2 separate regions of the Arachis hypogaea genome follow, and region 2 is linked to region 1. Evidence: chromatin contacts called from public Hi-C data. All regions are on one chromosome and are shown on one strand. The core of a region is the stretch at or near the end of the contact, and the rest is flanking DNA. Distances in the headings are between cores, read along the strand shown. Region 1 holds the start of LOC112751176. Region 2 overlaps LOC112751177 (probable sulfate transporter 3.5).

Evidence for each region. A called contact is a pair of places that touch in the nucleus more often than the background predicts.
Region 2: a contact with region 1 is called in a Hi-C map of an unstated tissue, with 6 times the contacts expected there. The contact joins the enhancer-like site here to the promoter of LOC112751176 in region 1. A contact is called at or near these places in 4 of 8 Hi-C or Micro-C datasets (leaf and an unstated tissue).

Annotation. Positions count from the first base shown.
Region 1 is chr15:147,142,783-147,147,783 of arahy.Tifrunner.gnm2.J5K5, forward strand. LOC112751176 reads left to right here and starts at 2,313. Exons shown (of 8, transcript XM_072217182.1): 1 at 2,313-3,130; 2 at 3,625-3,663; 3 at 3,959-4,001; 4 at 4,110-4,154; 5 at 4,379-4,448; 6 at 4,693-4,775; 7 at 4,884-4,928. The coding sequence starts at 3,994.
Region 2 is chr15:147,237,369-147,242,369 of arahy.Tifrunner.gnm2.J5K5, forward strand. LOC112751177 (probable sulfate transporter 3.5) reads right to left here. Exons shown (of 12, transcript XM_025800232.3): 9 at 4,678-4,871; 10 at 4,211-4,281; 11 at 3,518-3,594; 12 at 2,954-3,381. The coding sequence ends at 3,178. Among protein-coding and RNA genes, the nearest start is that of LOC112751177, 11 kb to the right of the region's middle. Within about 2 kb of position 1,998, at least 2 of the 3 cell types and tissues checked have open chromatin away from gene starts, as enhancers often do.

The DNA of each region.
Region 1 (5,001 bases), core at 1,063-3,562:
TAAAGCTATTAATAAATAAATGATTTAAAATTAACTCATAATAAGATTTTTCAAAAATTTTGGGTTTTACACGTTTAAAGCCATACAATCAGCATAAAATAGACTTCAGGTCATCTCCATGTGTTTTCATTGGGTATAGTTCAAAAATCAAGACACAAAGGATATAAATATCTCATGAGTCGGGTAAAGTTGTGATCGCACGAAATGTAGTGTTTTCAGAAACAAATTTTTCATTCAAAGATAAGGCTTCAGAGTTTTACCAACTAAATACCAACTAGCTAATCCTGTACCACTACAACCTGCTTCTTCTCAAATTCATTCTATACCTGTAGTTCCTAAACTTGTCTCAATAGTGCCTCCTACTCTCTCTGTGTCTCAATCTTTTTCTTCTTCAAATTCTACAATACAACCGCTTGCCCTTCCTCTTTTATCTATACCAATACCAATTTCAGACTTTGATATTGTCCTTCCTAATCAACCACAACCTTCTCACTCTACCACTCGAGTTCTACCTCTGAATTCTCACCCCATGATCACAAATGTCGTTAACTTTTGACATTAAATCTAACGGTATTCAGCGTCTTTCTTATAGTGAAGAAGCAATCTATAGTGACACGCTCGAGTACGAAGACAAAGTATCATAGTATGGCTGATCTAGTTACTGAACTTGTATGGATAAAGAATTTGCTAATTTAATTGTGTGCTCCACTTGTTGAGCCTCCTATGGTGTATTGTGACAATTTGAGCGATGTTCTTTTTGCTGCTAACCCAATTCTTTATTCCAAATCGAAGTACTTTGAGATGGATATGACAGTAAAGTGTGCGAAAAAGTAAGTAGAAGTTATACCCATACAAAACATGCATGCCCCAAAAGAAAAAAAGGATCTGGAAGCTAACTCAACAGAGTTTGTTAGAAATGATTAAACGGTCAGTATGTGCTAGTGTAACTGATTTCACGTAAAGTAAGAGTGTAGCAATGTCTATAAATAGTGAGAGATGTAATAAATGTAAAGCAACAAATTATATAATGAAATTTACTCTTCTTTCACACTTTTTTTTGTTATCTTTTTTTCTGATTCTAAAGTTTTTTTTATTCTCAATTTAAGTCTGATACCTTCACCTATTATAAGGCCAACAACTATTAGAATAGTCTTCATTATAACCATTTATCTTAGATGGATTTTTAAGGCAATTTGATTTGGACAACGCTTTTTTAAATGAAAATTTAGAAGAATAGGTCCTTATGAGTTGGCCCCAAGATATAATAATGGAAATATGAATCAGGTTTGTAGGTTGAGGAAGGCTTCATATGGACAAAAGCAAATTCCCAAAACCTATTTTAAACTCTTATAAGTAGGTACGGATGCAGAAATATTATCACAAGGGCCAATAATATATATATAATATTAAAAAATTATAAAAAAAATTATATAATGTAAGATGTATTACAAAAATATATCGATAGAGAATATATTTTAAAGTACAAAAAATATGTGTGTACTTTTTACTAACGAAGTAGTTAATTCTTTTTATCATAAAATTCATCGATAATAGAATTTGTGTCAAATTTTTAAGCAATTTTTTTTCAATATAATTAGAAGACAATTAGCAAAAAATTCATTTTTCATTTTGTTTCTGAGTTATTCTTCACAATATTCATAGCTGAAAAAAATCTCTCTGTTGTAGCAGTTGAAACAGAGAGAATTAATACCAAATGAATCAAGAAAGACGATCACAAGAAGAAAAAAATCTACTTTATGAGATTTAAAAAATGTTATTTAATTAAAAAATATTTGTAATAATATATTTTTCAAAATTTTTTAATATTGTTATTTATTTTTTAGATATTAAAAATGATTAATATTTAGATTGGACTTAACTTTTACTTTATACTAAATTAAATACTAAATATTTTTTTTTAAAATTAAATCATACTTAATACTTATTACTATTAACTTTTTTTTTTAAAGCTGGGGTCTGCTTATAAGAACATTGTAATCGTTTTGATTCTATAGCAAAAAATCTGATGTCTCTCTATTGATTAGACATAACTCAATCTCTACTTTTTTTTTATATTAATGATATTGGGGTGACATGCATGGAATAATTCATCAAAAATAGAAATTTTAATTGGTGAATTAAACAAAATATTTTTTTTGAAAAAAATCTTGGTAAGCTCAATTATTTTTTAAGCTTGGAATTTCACCATCTTTCTTAAGAGACATGGTGAATGCCAAATAATTATACGTTGTTGCACTACTGATCAAGTAGCTGATCTGGTAACAAAAGCATTATCTTTAACACTATTCATCAAGTTTAGACACAAAAAAAGTATGGATCAAAATTCCCTTCTAAGTTTGAGAGTGGAAATAAAGGTCATAGCAGTTAATTAGTTAGTTATATGATTTGTTATTATATAGCTAGTTAAGTGATGATGTTGAGCTATTAGAAAGTTGAATCAGTCAACAAGGATAGATTGAGATGTGTATATAAGCATGTGTTAATAATCTATATCGTGTCAATGATAATAATTATAACCCTGAAATATGAGAATTACTTCCTCTTCAAGAAACTCTTCTTTACATGGTTCTACCCTAATTTTGCTAATCTATTGCGCATACTACAATTTCTTCTTCTTGTTAAATTCAAGATTCAAGGTTTAACTTGAATCTTTACACCTCAAGCACTACAAGAGAAACGGGCAATTGTAGTGAAAAATTACCAGCGTTTCTTGGGAACGGCCACAAGTTCATTGAGTAGCTGCGGTTCTTGATGCCTTATTTGTTTCCGTCAAGGACTGCTCAAAATAAGGGCGGTTCTGTGTATCAACTGTCGCAGATAACATATTTGAGATTTATTTCATAGTCGAAATTGGGTGAAGTAAGAGCCATTAATCTTCGTTTTCAGGCAAACTAAAAGGGGCACAAAGGCGCCAATCATCAGTTTCAAGATCTTTGCCGCCGTATACCTTTCGTTCATCAGCTGCAGCCACTACATCCTTCCTCGTCACGGATCTGCTCAAGCTCCCGCATAGCTCCCGCGCGCGAAAGAAAGATGGAGAGACACGTCTGTTGTTCGTTCTTCCGCTGTGAACGTCCTGGTGTCGTCGTGTGGTTTCCCAACCGTCCTGGTTTGCTTTTTCTCCTTTTTTCTGTTGTTCCAATTTCATCTTTTGTCTTCGTACATTTGTTTCAATTTAATTATTTTACTTGTTGCTCGAATATCTTTGCACCAATTTATTTTAATTTTGCTTGTTTTCAATTTGTTTGCTTTTTTTATTCGAACCCTAATTTGATGAAATTTTTTCCCAATTTAGTGACTGATAATATTCTCAGCCTTTCTTCAACTCTGTCTTTTTGCATAATTTCTTCAGCTTGAGTCTCATGAAAAATTCTGTTACTATGCAATCTGATCTTGGTATCCATTTTTACTTTTTCTATTTGGTGATAAAGAATTTACTTCACTGTGTGGTTGAATAGAGTTAGTAGAATCCACTTCTATATTGCAAGAATATTGGTCAGATATCAAATATATGAATAGAAAAGTAGCATGTTTTATCCTGTTAATCTCATGGATGGCATTTTTTTATTGACTTATTATTTTCTATTATACACTACTCTTTAGATTCTTAAGTGGGCTAGGGAGCCTCAGTTCTCAAACTAGGTGAGTACAAGGTCTACATTTATCTTTTGTTTCATGTACTTCCCTCAATGCATGTCTTGTCTCTGAAGTGTATATGTTAATAATAATCTGTTTAATCCAACAAAGATTGGATATTTAGGCATCTTTTTGTTGAAAATCTCAACTATATAATAACATTTCATAGTTTGATTCCTCTCTTATTTAGTATATCATTATAATTACACTATTATTTATTTAATTGTGTTATTTTCAATCTCCTGTGACATAATTGTTTAGGCAGTAACCTAACCTGCAAGTTCTTTGACTGCCATTCCAGTGCCATCCTCTACATTGCAACCTCCTACTTTGTCCATGGGACAGTGAGTTCATGTTTATCTTTCTTTTCTTTCCAAGTTTCAGTGCAATGTAAAATCCTTTTTTTGAATTATCTTGTATAATTCTTTATTTCTTGTACTTTTGGTTTTCAGAGGAGTATCCAATCCTGAGCAAATTCCTGTTATGACTCCTGCTAGGTGAGTATCTGATCTTGGTATCCATTTTTACCTTTTCTATTTGGCGATAAAGAATTTACTTCACTGTGTGGTTGAATAGAGTTAGTAGAATCCACTTTTATATTGCAAGAATATTGGTCAGATATCAAATATATGAACAGAAAAGTAGCATATTTTATCCTATTAATCTCATGGATGGTATTTTCTTATTAACTTATTATTTTCTATTATACACTACTCTTTAGATTCTTAAGTGGGCTAGCTATAGGGAGCCTTAGTTGCTTCATCTACTTTCTCAAACCAGGTGAATACAAGGTCTACATTTCTCTTTTGTTTCATGTACTCCCCTCAATGCATGTCTTGTCTCTGAAGTGTATATGTTAATAATAATCTGTTTAATCCAACAAAGATTGGATATTTAGGCATCTTTTTGTTGAAAATCTCAACTACATAATAACATTCCATAGTTTGATTCCTCTCTTATTTAGTATATCATTATAATTACGCTATTATTTATTTAATTGTGTTATTTTCAATCTCCTATGACATAATTGTTTAGACAATAGCTCAACCTGCAAGATCTTTGACTGCCACTTCAGTGCCATCCTCTACAGTGCAACCTCCTACTTTGTCCATGGGACAGTGAGTTCATGTTTATCTTTTCTTTCTCTCTAAGTTTCAGTGCAATATAAAATTCTTTTTTTGAATCATCTTGTATAATTCTCTATTTCTTATACTTTTGGTTTTTAGAAGAGTATCCAATCTTGAGCAAATTCCTGTTATGACTCCTGCTAGGTAAGTATCTGACATTTATCTATCAAGGTTTAATTTAACAAGTATTTAACTATTTTACCCAATGAATAGTTCA
Region 2 (5,001 bases), core at 748-3,247, 94 kb after region 1:
TGGGCCAAATTGATTTTATTATTACAAGCCCAATATCTATGTTAAGTGATCCAATGTTTGATCCAAAATCCATCATGAAAGCAAATGTTATCATTTGCCTTATGCTCTCCAACGGATTCCAACTTTCATTAAGGATGGATTTCAAATTTCATCTTGATAGCATTGGAAACATAAATGAGAGAAAGAAAATGAGTGACATGATTGATTTATTGTTGCAGCACGCCACTCAAGCAAGGGAAGTAAAAGCAACTTTTTCCACTCAAGTGTTTAACTTCATTTAATTACTTCTCATTCATTTGTGTCTTCTCTCTCATCTTTCCTTCTTCTCTTTCGGTCATTATCCAAGAAGCCATGGAAGCTACACCTACTCACCGAAAAGAAGATGGAGCACGTCTCAAGACCATCTCAATGATGGCAAGAAAACATAACAAAATAAAAGTATGCTGTGGCTGAGATATTCACCCAAAATAGTAAGATTTGGTGAGATAATCTCGAGCTCTTCATACTCAAAAAAGAAAGAAGAAGATTCGGCCAGCAAGGTAGAGATTCTTGGAGGCATGGCTTGTCTTTGATTCTGCTCAACCACCACAGGAAGTAGCTAGAGTGGCGAAGTGATGGAAGAGGCAGAGATTGAAGCAGATGAAGCCATCATCATCATGAAGCATCAAGGGCCAGAAATTCATCTTGGAGAGCAAGCCAAGGATGGAGCGCTCGGATTGATGAAGGGTGATGACCAAGGAAGGACTAAAGGTAATTGCATGTTGGGTTTTGCATGGTTATCTCTTCTCTCTCTGTGTGGCCGAACCGGATCTGTTTCTTGGAGAAGAAGTTGGCTTGATTTTTGGCTTCAAAAGTGGAGGCTTCCCTCTTCTATAAAAAGAGAGAACAGCCACTGTTTGGAGCAAGGAGTTAGAAGTAAGCAGTGAGAGTGCAAGGCACATGATTCTCAGAGCTACCTAAGCTTACAGATTTTCTTCTCCTTCAATATATTCTGTTTTGTATTTTTCTGTTTAATTTTGTCATGTCTTGAGTCTCATGGAAAAAGGCAAACAGTGAGGTTTGTATGAAAAAGCCATAGAGCGAAAAAAGGCAGAGAGTGCAAAATTAAAATAAAAAGCCATAGATGTCCTTAGAGTTCTTTTGTTCATCTATGTTGTGTTTCATGATTTTGTGGGAATCCCCTTGTAAGTTGGGTTAGCACTTTACAGATTGTAATCAGGAAGATTATAGTGAAATTTCATCATGTTTGTGATGGAGACTGGATGTAAGCTGCACTGCACTTAGCAGCTGAACCAGGATATATTTGGGTGTAATTTTCTCTCTTCTCTACTCCATTTCTGTTTTTACTGCACAGGAGTAAAAACAAAAAATATCTCGTGTAAAGTGACGAGACAAAAAGAAAAGTCTCGTGGCTAGGGACGAGACAAAAAAAAAAGTCTCGTGGCTAGTGACGAGATAAAAAGACAAAAGGTTTCCAAAGTTGGTTTCAAGAGTCAGCAAGTATTATCAAGCAAAAAGGGGCTAAGATTCAACCCCCTTCTCTTAGCCACTGATAACCATCAAATGTGATTGTGTTGATATATGAATAAAAGAGAATGAGGATGAATATTATAACATGAGTGTGTGATAAGGAAGAAGCATGGTTGATCAAGGAGAAAATTAGAGAGAAACCACCGAGAACAAAGAGTATTTATTAAAATTCAACATCTTATTATAAGTTCTATTCTTTTTTTTGGACATTAATGGTTATCTACGGTATTCAAAAACTAATCTGTTGCAGATTTAAATTCTATTTAAAGATTTGTCACTAGTTATTGAGTTACTATATGTACAAGACAGAATTCAACTCTTGACATTTATTTAAGTGGACGAGTAAATTGACTATTCGACCAATTCAATTATCAAACTTTATTTCTATTAATTGGGCTAAGCCCAATTATACTGCTCCCAGTCTATTTACCACTTTATATAGTATCTGCTTTTAAGAATGTAATCTAGTATTACCAAAAAAAAAAAGGATGTAATCTAGCGACATTTGTATATGCCTTGCTAGATAGTGCATCAGAGTTTAAATCATAGTTATAATTAGAAAGTGGTTATATGGAACCATGGAGAGAGAAGGGTATGTGTGTGTTAGGATGTATGACAAAAAAAAAAATTTATAACCAATTTGGATTGGTATAATGGTTAGCTCACTAGTTCGCTTAAATAAGTGTCAAGGATTGAATCTGTCTTTGTGCATGCAATAATCCGTTGGCCAGCAACAAACCCTTAAATAAGATTTTGATTTGCAACAAATTAGTAATTGACCTACCAAACTGAAATATCGTTGACAACAAAAACGAAAACTCATAATTTATAAATTTCAAATAAACCAAATCAATTAAAAAAAAAAACTCATATTAGGATTTTGGTATGGAATTTTTGTTTTCAAGAAAATGATACTGAAACTACAGTAGTGGGCTTCATGTTTTCCTGCTATAGGCCTTGTGGGCTCAAAGCTGAAAGGTAAGGATCGATTAATTGACTCTATGGGGATCTTGTTTGGACTAAGCCGTTGAACATATTATGGGCCTTTTGTTAGGCCTAATAAGAGAATAAATATTTATCCTTCAATAAAGTAGAAACAAATTCTGAAAAAAAATTGAAACAAATTGTGATTTCAACAAAAAGTCTAAAACCACTATAACGATCTTTAATGCCCAGAATTTTAATGCATCAACTACCAGGAAAAAAAAAAAAGCTTCAACGCCTGAAAATTTGAATTTGAAATTTAGTAATTTGCTGATTTTGATTGGTATCAATTCACTCGTCTAACTAAAAAACTATCATATTCGAATTATACTTTATGCATATAGTAATTTCAGATCCAAAACAAGTTGATTTTTGACTTGTAGAATAGGTTAGAGAGAGAAAAAAACATTGCTAACAAAATTATGTGACAATGTATGAATAAATTAAAGGTGGATATTTCACATTTCTTGACCCACAATATTGATACACCATTTGACAATCTAGACTACTCTAGTTATCAACTAGGTTGTTTTTCTCTAAAAATTTTTAATTGTACAAGCGATGAACATACACGAAGTTTGATCTCAACTACTTTAAACGAATTAAAACACATCATTATTTTATTTTCTATGCTCTAACCTCCTACTTAATTAATAACTTTTATTAGGCATGATGATCGGGTAATTGTTGATGAGTTGTGTCTTCATTAATATTATTGTTATTGGTCTTGAGTGAACGAAGTGAATATTGAGTTGCATTCACTGCATCATCCAAATTCAGATAGAATGAATCCTTCCCAACCTTGTCTACAAAATTGGATGCCACCAGCTTCTCCATAACCTCAAGTCTTGGGTTCACTATTAACATCTACAAAAAGAAAATAAATAAAAGTAAAAACATTATATATAGATATATATAATATGTTTTTTATTTTTTAATAAATCAAGTTGAAGGATCTAGCTATATAGATATATAGTCCAAGAAGTTTAATTCTATATTGTACCTGAATTCCATTCTTTTCCAATACTCTATAAGTCTCTAGCAATCCTTCGATACCAGTCATGTCAATTGATGTTACTCCTACATAAGCGTATAAAATCAGGAAATTAAGAATTATTACATGATATCTACGAGTATAATAATAATAACCATAAAAAAAGTATTTCTACAAAACATTGTTTTTTTATTTTTTACATATTTTAAAGATTCATTGTAAAAATCACTACGAGAGAGAAAGACACAAGATGATAAGTAATGAAATATAATAAAACTATAGGAAGAATTTTAAATATACTAAGAATACTAGTGTTTTAGTAATTTTAGTCGTTGATCTCAAGCATATTATTGAAATCAATAGCCAAAATTATTATAATAACATTATTCTTTGTATATTTGAAAATTTTTTAAAAGTATAATAGTGAATTCATTATCTTATATTTTTTTTGTATTATATGTGATTAGGTTAAAATTTATATGCTCTTATCTTTGTATAAATTAATAGTTAAAAATAATTAGATTATATTTAATTTAAAATATTATATTATTTAATAATTTTTAATTATTAATTTTATATAAAAATAGTTGTACGTGAATTTTTAATATATAATTACCATGGGTCAATAAAATAAGGATATATAAAAACTTAGGTCTTTTCATCAATCTTGTAAGGATAATAAATTTCCATATCTTAATTTACCTGAAAAATCAAGTATGATCTGCTCCACAACTCCATCAGAATCTTTTTCACTTCTAACGTACCTCATAATCCTAATGCAGATTTTAGAAATTTAGATTCAACATGGATGTATTATTGTAGGGGTGTGACAATTGATAAAAGTGTTGTGTTTGTAACACTCTTTTAGAACACTTTTCTATAAATATTTTTATTCTTGAATAATATAAAAGTAAACTTGATGAGAAAAAATAAATTTAATAAATATGCACCATTTCTTAAAAAAATGTATATTTTGAGCAATCATATATATTAAAATATAAATATATTAAAAATAATTTAAACAATATATATATTCATACACAAATATACAGTGATTGAGTTGGTGGATATTTTGGTGTGCATATAATATTTTTATATTTTACGATATTTAAAAAATAGTAAAACTATCATCTATTAATTAATAGTGTTACTGTTAATATAAAATTTACCTTTCTTTGACATAGAGAGCATTTGCAAAGTAAATGGGGGAACCAAGTTGAATAATCAAAACTCCTGGGTATGTTGTTGTAGGAGTGTATTGATCAACATCTCTATATGAACCTGAAGAGTCATCTAACTTTCCAAGCTTGCATGTGGCAGGCCTAGCCACATATAAGAGTGCTCTAAGAAGGCTCAGTACAATCTTCATTTCATATATGGAATAACAATAACTTAAGTTAGATAAAATAATTATAATTATGTCTAAGTAGAATCAATTATTCATAATTAAGAAAATGAGAAGATTGGTGTTTAACTTAATTGGTAGATACAAA